Linked DNA regions of Sus scrofa: region 2 is linked to region 1. A link is a contact called in public Hi-C data. All regions are on one chromosome and are shown on one strand. The core of a region is the stretch at or near the end of the contact, and the rest is flanking DNA. Distances in the headings are between cores, read along the strand shown.

What was found. Hi-C and Micro-C count contacts between places; a contact is called where the count stands out from the background.
Region 2: a contact with region 1 is called in a Hi-C map of liver, with 3 times the contacts expected there. The contact joins two enhancer-like sites. A contact is called at or near these places in 2 of 47 Hi-C or Micro-C datasets (liver and skeletal muscle).

The regions. Positions count from the first base shown.
Region 1 is chr6:108,041,143-108,046,063 of Sscrofa11.1, reverse strand. The region is part of intron 4 of LOC106510679 (a long non-coding RNA gene); the gene reads left to right. Among named protein-coding and RNA genes, the nearest start is that of CABLES1, 73 kb to the left of the region's middle. Within about 2 kb of position 3,588, at least 3 of the 83 cell types and tissues checked have an H3K27ac peak or open chromatin away from gene starts, as enhancers often do. A contact at or near this core is called in liver, where this site is marked.
Region 2 is chr6:108,187,710-108,192,337 of Sscrofa11.1, reverse strand. The region is part of intron 4 of CABLES1 (CDK5 and ABL1 enzyme substrate 1); the gene reads right to left. Among named protein-coding and RNA genes, the nearest start is that of CABLES1, 74 kb to the right of the region's middle. Within about 2 kb of position 2,962, at least 3 of the 83 cell types and tissues checked have an H3K27ac peak or open chromatin away from gene starts, as enhancers often do. A contact at or near this core is called in liver, where this site is marked.

The DNA.
Region 1 (4,921 bases), core at 2,339-4,838:
AAGTGGTCAAGATTTATATAAATTGATGCTTAACCTCATTTTAATGGAGGAAATTCAAATTATAGTCATGCACAGCTGGGTGTGAGTACAGCCACTTAAGAGTCACTTTGTATAACCCATCACCCTGAAGTTCTATTGTTAATAGCTGCCCCAGAGAGAGACTTAAACCATGTACCAAAGGAAGCACCTACAAAGATCTTCTTCATGTAATGTTATTTTTAACAGTGAGAAATTAAGGGAGTTCCTGTTGTGGCTCAGTGGAAATGACTAGTATCCATGAGGATGTGGGTTCGATCCCTGGCCTAGCTCAGTGGGTTAAAGATACCACGTTGCTGTGAGCTGTGGTGTAAGCCGGTGGCTGTAGCTCCAATTTGACCCCGAGTTTGGGAACTTTCATATGTAGTGGGTACGGCCCTAAAAAGCAAGAAGAAAAACCAGTGAGAAATTCAAAATAATAGAAATATTCATTAAAAACAGGAATAGCTAAATAGATAATTGTACACCTTTTTTTTAAAGGATTTTTATTTTTTCTATTATAGGTGATTTACATTGTTCTGTCAATTTCTGCTGTACACTAAGTACCCAGTGATACATACATATATGTGTGTGTGTATATATATATACATATATATTCTTTTTCTCACATTATCCTCCATCATGTTCCATCACAAGTAACTAGATATACTTCCCTGTGCTATACAGCAGGATCTTGTACACACTTTTTGTGGAAAATATGCTGCAGTTTTCTAAAATGAGGTGGACCTAAATATACTGACATAAAAAATTGTTTAAGCCATATAAAAACATATACACACATAGATATCTTTTCTATGGGCAACTCCTTGAAGAAAAGCCTGGAAGCATATACATTATGTTGCTAATATTTGTAGAAAGAGGACTAAAATAGGGGGCATTGGAGAAGGGAAAAATCAAAGGGTACAAACAAAACACAAGCCCCTCTAATTTTCAAATCACCCTTTTACATAAAATGTCACTTACTCCTTATATTGACCTTATGGTGTAAGCATCATTTCCACTTACAGATGAGGGAACCTCAGCTGAGAGATGCTAAGCCACTCTTACAAACACAACTAGTAGAGAAATCCCTGGGCTTGAGGCTCTACTTTCCCCAGGCTCCAGAAGGATTAGGTGGTTAGGTTAATTGGAACTTGTCTTTGTCACTTTTCACTTTTAATGATTTCTCACTGTTTTAAGTGAAAGACACTTTGAGGTACCTCAGACAATCTACCATCTGTCAGAGTGAGGAGGGGAAAGAAAACAATTCGCAAGCTATCAAAAGATAGTCCTGATATTTAAGATTCTCTACCTTGCATTTTCCAGGTGGGAACTTAGGGTCAGGCGTCAAAGGACCAGAGCATCTGCACCCTAGCTTCTCCCACTGTGGAGTACAAAACTCTGCCCTCAAGTAGCAGGAGGAGCAGGGAAGCGGGAGGCAGTGGGGACAAGAACTGAGCTTTGACTGCCATTCCCCCAGTGGCTAAGAGCTGCAGAGCCCCTGGTGGGGGTTAGGGAGGGCCCCTGGGGACCTGGGCCTTGCCTTCAAGAGCTCTGATTCCTTCATCTTAATGATAGCTTCAAATGAGGTTTGGTTGTTCTTAGCAAGTACATTTACTGAAACCATTGATGTGTCAAATGTGAACAAAAATACCACATTTTTGGTAACTCTAGGAATTTTCTTCTTCTCTTGTCCCCTACTTCCCCTCCCTCTGTTTCCCTCCTCTCTTCTCCTCTCCCTCCCTCCTTCCTTCATTCACAGAGAGGGCTTAGTGGCTGGCCTTTCCTTTAATTTCATACCAAGTTTGATACAAATTTCTTAGTGTAGTCTCTATCAGCAGTACAGTTGCTAATTTCAAACACTAAAAAAAAGTTGTAAGTGGGTAATGGATAATATTTTGATTGAATAATTGATTTGATATAATAATTCTCCAGGCTTTCTTGTACCTATTGGCTTTCTCATACTGCTGGGGAGAGAGGGGTAGGATCCTAGATGCTCTGCCCTCAGGAGAGAGCTGACAAAGAGACAAAGTCTTAACTCTGAGTTCTAAAATAGATAAGATATATGCATAGCAAGAAGGAAAGTCTTGAAAGTCAAGGTTTCTGTTGTAAGAGTTGGGTTTTTGAGACAGGATTTTAAATTCTGAAAGTTGGGCTTGGGCCATCAATAACTAGTGACCTCAGGATACAGTTCCTGAGAGCCCACCATGGGCATGTCTTCTCAACTCCATGTTCAGTAACTTAAAATCAACCATGGTAAAAGTATGTGTTCAGGGAGTTCCCACTAAGGTGCAGTGGGTTAAAGATCTGGCTTGCCTCTGTGGAGGCGCTGGTTTGATCCCCAGCCTGGCACAGTGGGTTAAGGATCCAGTGTTGGTGCAGTTATGTCATAGGTCACAGCTGTGGTTCAGATTGGATCCCTGGCCTGGGAACTTCCATATGCCATGGGTGTCACTAGAAAAAAAAAATAGAAATGTGTTCACCATGGAAGTTGGCAAATCCTCAAACCAGGGCCTTTTTCCTAGAGAGTCTGTTGTTAACATTTTGGAAGGCGGGGAACTAGGAGAAAAGAGCACAGGCGAACTGCTGTGTAGACCCTTCATGAGCTGAACTCATGGTGGGGGGAGGTAGACAGATAAATTTCCACATAGGGCTGGAGATAAGAGGCCAGGTTATTGCATCTCATTTCCTACCTGCAGCTCTGTGAGAAGGTTGCAGCTGCAGAGTGCTGTGTGTGAAAATGGGCAGGAATAACAGCAGGGCAGGTCTAGGTGTAGGGACCACATGGGAGAGCTGGTCTCCCTGCCCCGCAACCCTCAATCCCCCCTCAACTCTTTTAAGGCCAAAGAGTCCATAGAGACTTCCTGTTGGACCCTGAATTGAGCAGAGATCAGCTCACATTCTTGGAGTGCAGGGGCTAGTGGGGTCATTGATGTTCCCTTGGGGTCACCTTTTCCACCAGTTCCTCCTTTGCTATGTTTTTCTCACTAATGGAATCCCATTTAATGGTCAGCCACCTAAGGATCTCATTTAAGATACATCCTGTAGAGTTCCCCCATCTCAATGTTTAGTTCATTAAAATGCAGCATTGGCGTTCTTGTGGCTCAGTGGATTAATAACCTGACATAGTGTCTGTGGAGATGTGGGTTTGATCCCTGGACTTGCTCAGTTGGTTAAGGATTCAGCATTGCTAAGCTGTGGTGTAGGTTGCAAATGCAGCTCAAATCTGGCGTTACTGTGGCTGTAGGTAGGCTGGCAGCTACAGCTCCGATTCAACCCCTAGCCTGGGCACTTAATATGCCACAGGTGCAGCCATAAAAAGAAAAAATAATAATAAAAATAAAATGCAGCATTGAACATCAGAAAATTAGGAATAAAATTCCCCCAGAAGGTTGAGTCTGCTGTAGGTTTCCTCATGGCTTGATAGACACAGATTCCTGTGGCCCCTTTTAAAAATATAAGCCTCTCCTATGATAGAAAAAGAAGAGAAGGAAGATAGGTGAAAACCGTAGAAAATGGCAGCTGAAAATCTGATGGAAAAAGGAAAGGGGGACACCTGCAGGACAGCCAGACTGCAATGAGAGTGAAAGGAACAGGGAAATAGAAACAAACAAGTTACAACACCAAAGTGAGCCACAGAGGAAACATGGAGAAGAAAATGGATTCTCTGAGAAATATTGTACAGAGGATGCTGCACCACAAAGCAACAAGATCTATGGATGCACAAAACTAACAGAGAAAGAAGAGTCGTGAGTTCCAGTGTGACAGGAGCCCCTGATTTCTCTACTTCCTGGGATTGAGTTAGAGGTGGGCAGCTACTCCATGGTTCCATAATGCTGTAGAAAAACAGGTTCCTTCATGGCTTGCCAAACATGTGTACAGGCCTGTGAGAGGCAATTGCTAAATTTTCAGGAATTTTGCTAAACAGTTATTTTAAAAATTATGTTAGGAGGTTCCTGTCGTGGCTTAGCGGAAATGAATCTGATTAGTATCCATGACCATACAGATTCAGTCCCTGGCCTCAGTCAGTGGGTTAAGGATCCAGCATTGCCGTGAGCTGTGGTGTAGTTCGCAGACGAGGCTTGGATCTGGTGTTGCTGTGGCTGTGGCTGTGGCTGTGGCCTGCAGCTACAGCTCTGATTTGACTCCTAGCCTGTCAGCCTCTGTGTGCTGCAGGTGTGGCCTTAAAAAAAAAAGGACAAAAAAATTAAGTTATATAAATTTACAGCTGAATAAATTATATTTAAAACATACTAAAACTCATCACATTCTAATTATTTTACTATACCATCTGTGTATCTGATACAATCTATGTATTTACAATGGTTGTCACTGCCTTCAAATGACTTCACATTGATAGATGAAAATCAGCCACAGTAGGAGTATTTACACCAAGTGTAAACTAAGCTTAAAAGTGTGTTGTGCCTGTAGCTGTTATATTATGAAGAACACAAAAAATTGAGGAAATATTCTTCCAGTATTCAAAAACTATCATCTGATTCATCAAAACAAATTGCTTAAATCATTAACAAATGATTTGTCTTTTCATTTTTGTCTTAGTCATTAAGGTACATGAAAATATCAACCAGCATTCCTGGCAGAACTGTACTTGTTCATCAGTTGCAACCATCATTGGCTGCAAACACAAGAGTTCAGCAAAAGTCAGAGATATTGTTCTGTAATAATCAATTGCTATGTGGAATTTAAAATAAAGAGTGTTTTACGTTTTCTTAGTAGTAGTAGAAGTAATAGTAAATTGGGTGACTCACATCCTTTATATCAGTAAAATTTGTAATAAACTTATGTACCAGTATTTGCACACAGGTATTTTTTGTTCTTGTTCGAGAGCCAGTTGTTAAACATTTACCAGCACATTACTGGGTAGTTTAGTCACTAACTATTGCCT
Region 2 (4,628 bases), core at 1,713-4,212, 150 kb before region 1:
AGACATGGCTTGGATCCAGAGTTGCTGTGGCTGTGGTGTATAGTTAATTTAATTTACAATGGTGTGTTAGCTTCAGGTGTACAGAAAAGTGAATCAGATACACACACACACACATGAATATGTATACTTTTTCAGATTCTCTTCATTATAGGTTATTAGAAGACACTGAATATAGTTCCCTGTGCTCTACAACAGGTCCTTGTTGTTGACCTATTTTAAGCATAAGCAGAACTCTTCTTAATCCTGATACAATTACAATATTTTATTTTATTTTTGTCTTTTTTGTTAGGGCCACACCCATGGCATATGGAGGTTCCCAGGCTAGGGGTCCAATTGGAGCTGTAGCCACCGACCTATGCCAGAGCCACAGCAACGCGGGATCGGAGCCTTGTCTGCGACCTACACCACAGCTCACGGCAATGTCGGATCCTTAACCCACTGAGCAAGGCCAGGGATTGAACCCGCAACCTCATGGTTTCTAGTCGGATTTGTTAACCAATGAGCCACAACGGGAACTCCACACAATTACAATATTTTAAATGGTGCTCAGAGTTTCATATAAGAACTTAAGGAGGATAGACTGTAGAAAGAGGCATGTTGTTTTCTCTGTTGAGGGTTATGAAGGACCTGATTATGTGTTTTGTTACAGAAAATTAACCCCTTTGTGCTACGGTTTCCTTACCTATAAAATGGGAAGGAGGGTGGTGTGTCTGAGTTTATTCATGTCTAGGATATAAAAGGTGATGGATGCCCTGGGATCCCACACACTGGTTTTGCTTCTTTATCTGGGGCCATCCAGCAGAAGAGCTGACACATCCTATGAAACAGCCTCCTGAAACACACCAGGCCATCCCAGCAGTGGGAGGAGACCCAGGCTCTGACAGAAACACCCCCCAACCCTCCCATGTCCCCCCACCCCAGCTGCCAGCTAGCACCTCCCTGAGGTGTTCAAAATGGGAATGGCCACTTATTTCCACAAGGGGGTCAAACAGAGACGGTTTGGGTGATGTCTTCCCAGGTAATTTAAGTTAACGATGCATTCCTACGGGCTTTGCATAAAATGCAGTGATGCTCAAATTAAGGGCACAGGTAGAAAACTGCCACCCCCATTCTAGAGAGGACCAAGCCCAGGCTCGCAGATGGTATGGGATTTGCCCACATGAAAAGCTCCAAGTCTCCAAGTTCTTCACATGGACCCCCCCACATCTCGTTTGCTATAAGGAATCTAGGGGCCTCGACAGGAGGGACCCACCTGTCTCTCTCTGTGTGCCGGGGCTATGTTGGGTCCCATACGCAGGGAACCTGTGAACCTCAATTAACTTCTAGGAGGCAGATATCGTGAAAACTCCATTTCACAGACGGGTTTCTGTGATTATGGAGCTTGGGAGCCAGAGTGAGTCATGGAAAGCCCTAGGCTGGACAGACTTCAGTTCAAATTCTCGTTCTGCTAGAATATATAAAGAATTCATACAATCCAGAAACAAAAAACCCAATTAAAAATTGGGCAGGGTGTACAGCAGAAAATTGACAGACTACTATAAACCAGCTATGATGGAAAAAATAAAAATCATTAAAAAAAAATTGGGCAGGGGTGTTGCTGTGGCTGTGGTGTAGCCCAGCAGCTACAGCTCTGATTTGACCCCTAGCCTGGGAACCTCCAGATGCTGCGGGTGTGGCCCTAAAGACCAAAAAAAAAAAAAAAAAAAAAAAAAAAACTGGGCAGGGGATATAAATAGACATTTTCCCAAAGACATATAAATGGTCAGAAGGCACAAGATGTTCGACATTACTAATTATTAGGGAAACACAACTCAAAAAAAGATATCACGTCCAACCTGTTGGAATGGCTATTATCAAAAAGAAAAGGAATAACACATGTTAGAGACGATGTGGAGAAAAGAGAATCCTTGCCTTGTATATAGCTGGTAGGAAGGCAAATTGGTGCCACCATCACGGAAAACTGTACGGAGGTTCCTAAAAAAATTAAGAATAGAACTGCCATTTGACCCAGCAGTTCCACTTCTGGGTATCTATCTGGAGAACATGAAAACACTAATTCAAAAAGCTATGTGCACCCCTATGTTCACTGCAGCATTATTTACAACAGCCAAGATACAGAAGCAGAGATGGATGAATGGATAAATGTGTGGTATACACACACACACACACACACACACACACACAGAGGAATACTACACACAGTCACAAAAAATCTTGCTACTTGTGACAACATAAATTGACCTTGAAGTTATTATACCAAGTGAAATACGTTAGATGGAGAAAGACAAACAATGAATGATTTTACTCATTTGTGGAATCAAAACAAAATGAAACAAATGAACAAACAAAATAAAACAAACTCACAGATACAGAGATCAGATCACTGGTTACTAGGGGAGGAGGGGGTTGGGGTGAGTGAAATGAGTAAAAGGGTCAGATGTGGGGATGGTCACTAGCCTCACGGTGGCGGTCACTCTGTGGTACATACAGATGTGGAGCTATAATGCTGTACACCTGCAAGTTACTGATTTCTTTATTTAGGCCGTGCCCATGGCATGGGAAGTTCCCGGGCCAGGGATTGAACCTGCGCCACAGCAGTGACCTGAGTCACAGCAGAGACAACACTGGCCCAGTGTTGATATCTGAGACCTTAACTCTGGAAGATCAGTGGTTTTATTTACAAAATAGAGACAAGTACTTGGGTACCATAGTGAGGGGCCCCAGGACCTGGAAACAAGATCACCTTCCATGAATGAAACAACCCGAACACTTCAAAAGTGAAAGCATGGAGAAGCCAGATTGTGTTAGAGAAACCGAATGAGTCCTTGGCTAGAAAGATCTGGCAGTCACCTGACTGAACATTTTAAGCCTTTTCAATAGGTCATTATCAGTTCCCTGTGAAATTTGTGTGTTTCTCCCCTCTTGGTTGCAAGTTCCAGAAGGACAGGAACAAGGTCCATCCTTTTACTACCTTTACCCCCTGGACCTAGTTACACAGTAAGCGCTCAGTAAATCAAAGAATGGAACATAGCTAAGGACAGAATACATTAATCAGAAAAGTCAGCAAGGGGAGTTCCCACTAGGGCACAACGGGATCAGTGGTGCCTCTGCAGCACCAGGATACAGGTTCGACTCCTGGCCCAGCACAGTGGGTTAAAGGATCTGGCATTGCCACAACTGTTACAGAGGCTGCAACTGTGGCTGAGATCTGATCCCTGGCCCAGGAACTCCATATGCTGTGGGGAAGGACAAAAACAAACAAACAAACAAACAAACAAACAAACAAAAAAAAAAAAAGAAAAAGAAAAGATCCAGGAAGCCCAGAAAAATAAAGCTGGAAGCGCAAAGCCCAGGCAAGTTCTGGCTGTGAGAAGACCTACCCGCGGTCAGCATCCCACTGAAGTTTCATATCCCCTGCAAGTGCGCCCACCGGCCGGTCACACTCAAGACATTCTAAGCCCTAGGGCCACTACTTGTAAATAGAGCAATGAACTGGCCTTCTGGGTGACACACAGGTCCATGAGCTGCTACCAGCTTCTGTCTGCAAGAAATGAGCCTGCCCTCAGGGGCAGCCAGACCTGGGGCTGAAGCAGGTTGAAAAGATAAAGTTTTTTTTTTTTTTTTCACTCTATTTGGTAGAGTAGGAGTCACTTAAGACAGCCCGCTGGCCCTACCCAGGTGGTCCTGGAACCTCTGAACTGCAGGATTTGCTGTCCCATTTTTTACAGCACCTTCCCTGCAAGGCTGTCATAAGCACGCAGAGAGGGAAGAGGACTGGCACAGAGTAAGTGCTCAATAAACCGTATGATGATGCCCGCTCTTTAAGGCACACATGGCATAAATGACTGAGTCAGCATTCCATGAATAACGAAGGACTATGTTCTATTCCCTGGTGTAAAAATAAGGACTACAATGAGTTTAACAGGCCGAGAGTCTGACAGGTCTGTGGCAGGGAGCAAAGGTCATGGTGACCGGGGCTGGCCAGGCAGAGCCTGTGGAAAGTGGTGGAAGAGGACTAAATGGTGGATCAGCACCAGGGGCCATACTGCCACCCTAAGGGGCAGTGGTCGTGTGTCGTTGCTACGATGATCAGAGGGCAACCCCAGCATTTAGTCTGCAGAAACGGAGCTGACCTTCGACCTCCTACAATGCTCCCGGCATCCTTTGCAGGGAACCGTCCTGCCCCAAATACCAGCAGCTCCCTGATGACAAACTATGGACACAGTGAACACGCGACAGGTGAGTGAGTCAGACGCAGGGGGAGAAAGAGCCCAGAGTTTGCGGACAAAGAACGAGGAGGGGGTCTGCCAGGTCCGTGCTTCACTTACCTACTTCTTTTCAGGGCAAAAGGAGAGGCTCATTGATTGAGAAAGGTGTGCATTCCCCTGGCCTGTGGCTGATCACACAGGTCTGTTCCTGATACCGCTTTTTTGCTTGGATGTTTGCTCCAGGTTGCAGGTCCATGTCCAGCCCCAAGCCCAAGACGCAAGGAGACAGGATGGCCGCATGGTTTGTCTGAGTCTTTCCTGACCTACCTTTCTCCAGAAGTCAGTGAGGCCCTGCGAGATGGGTGGGCCCCAAATTGCTCTTGCTTTACGGTATTGGAAGAGGTGACAAAATGCATGTTT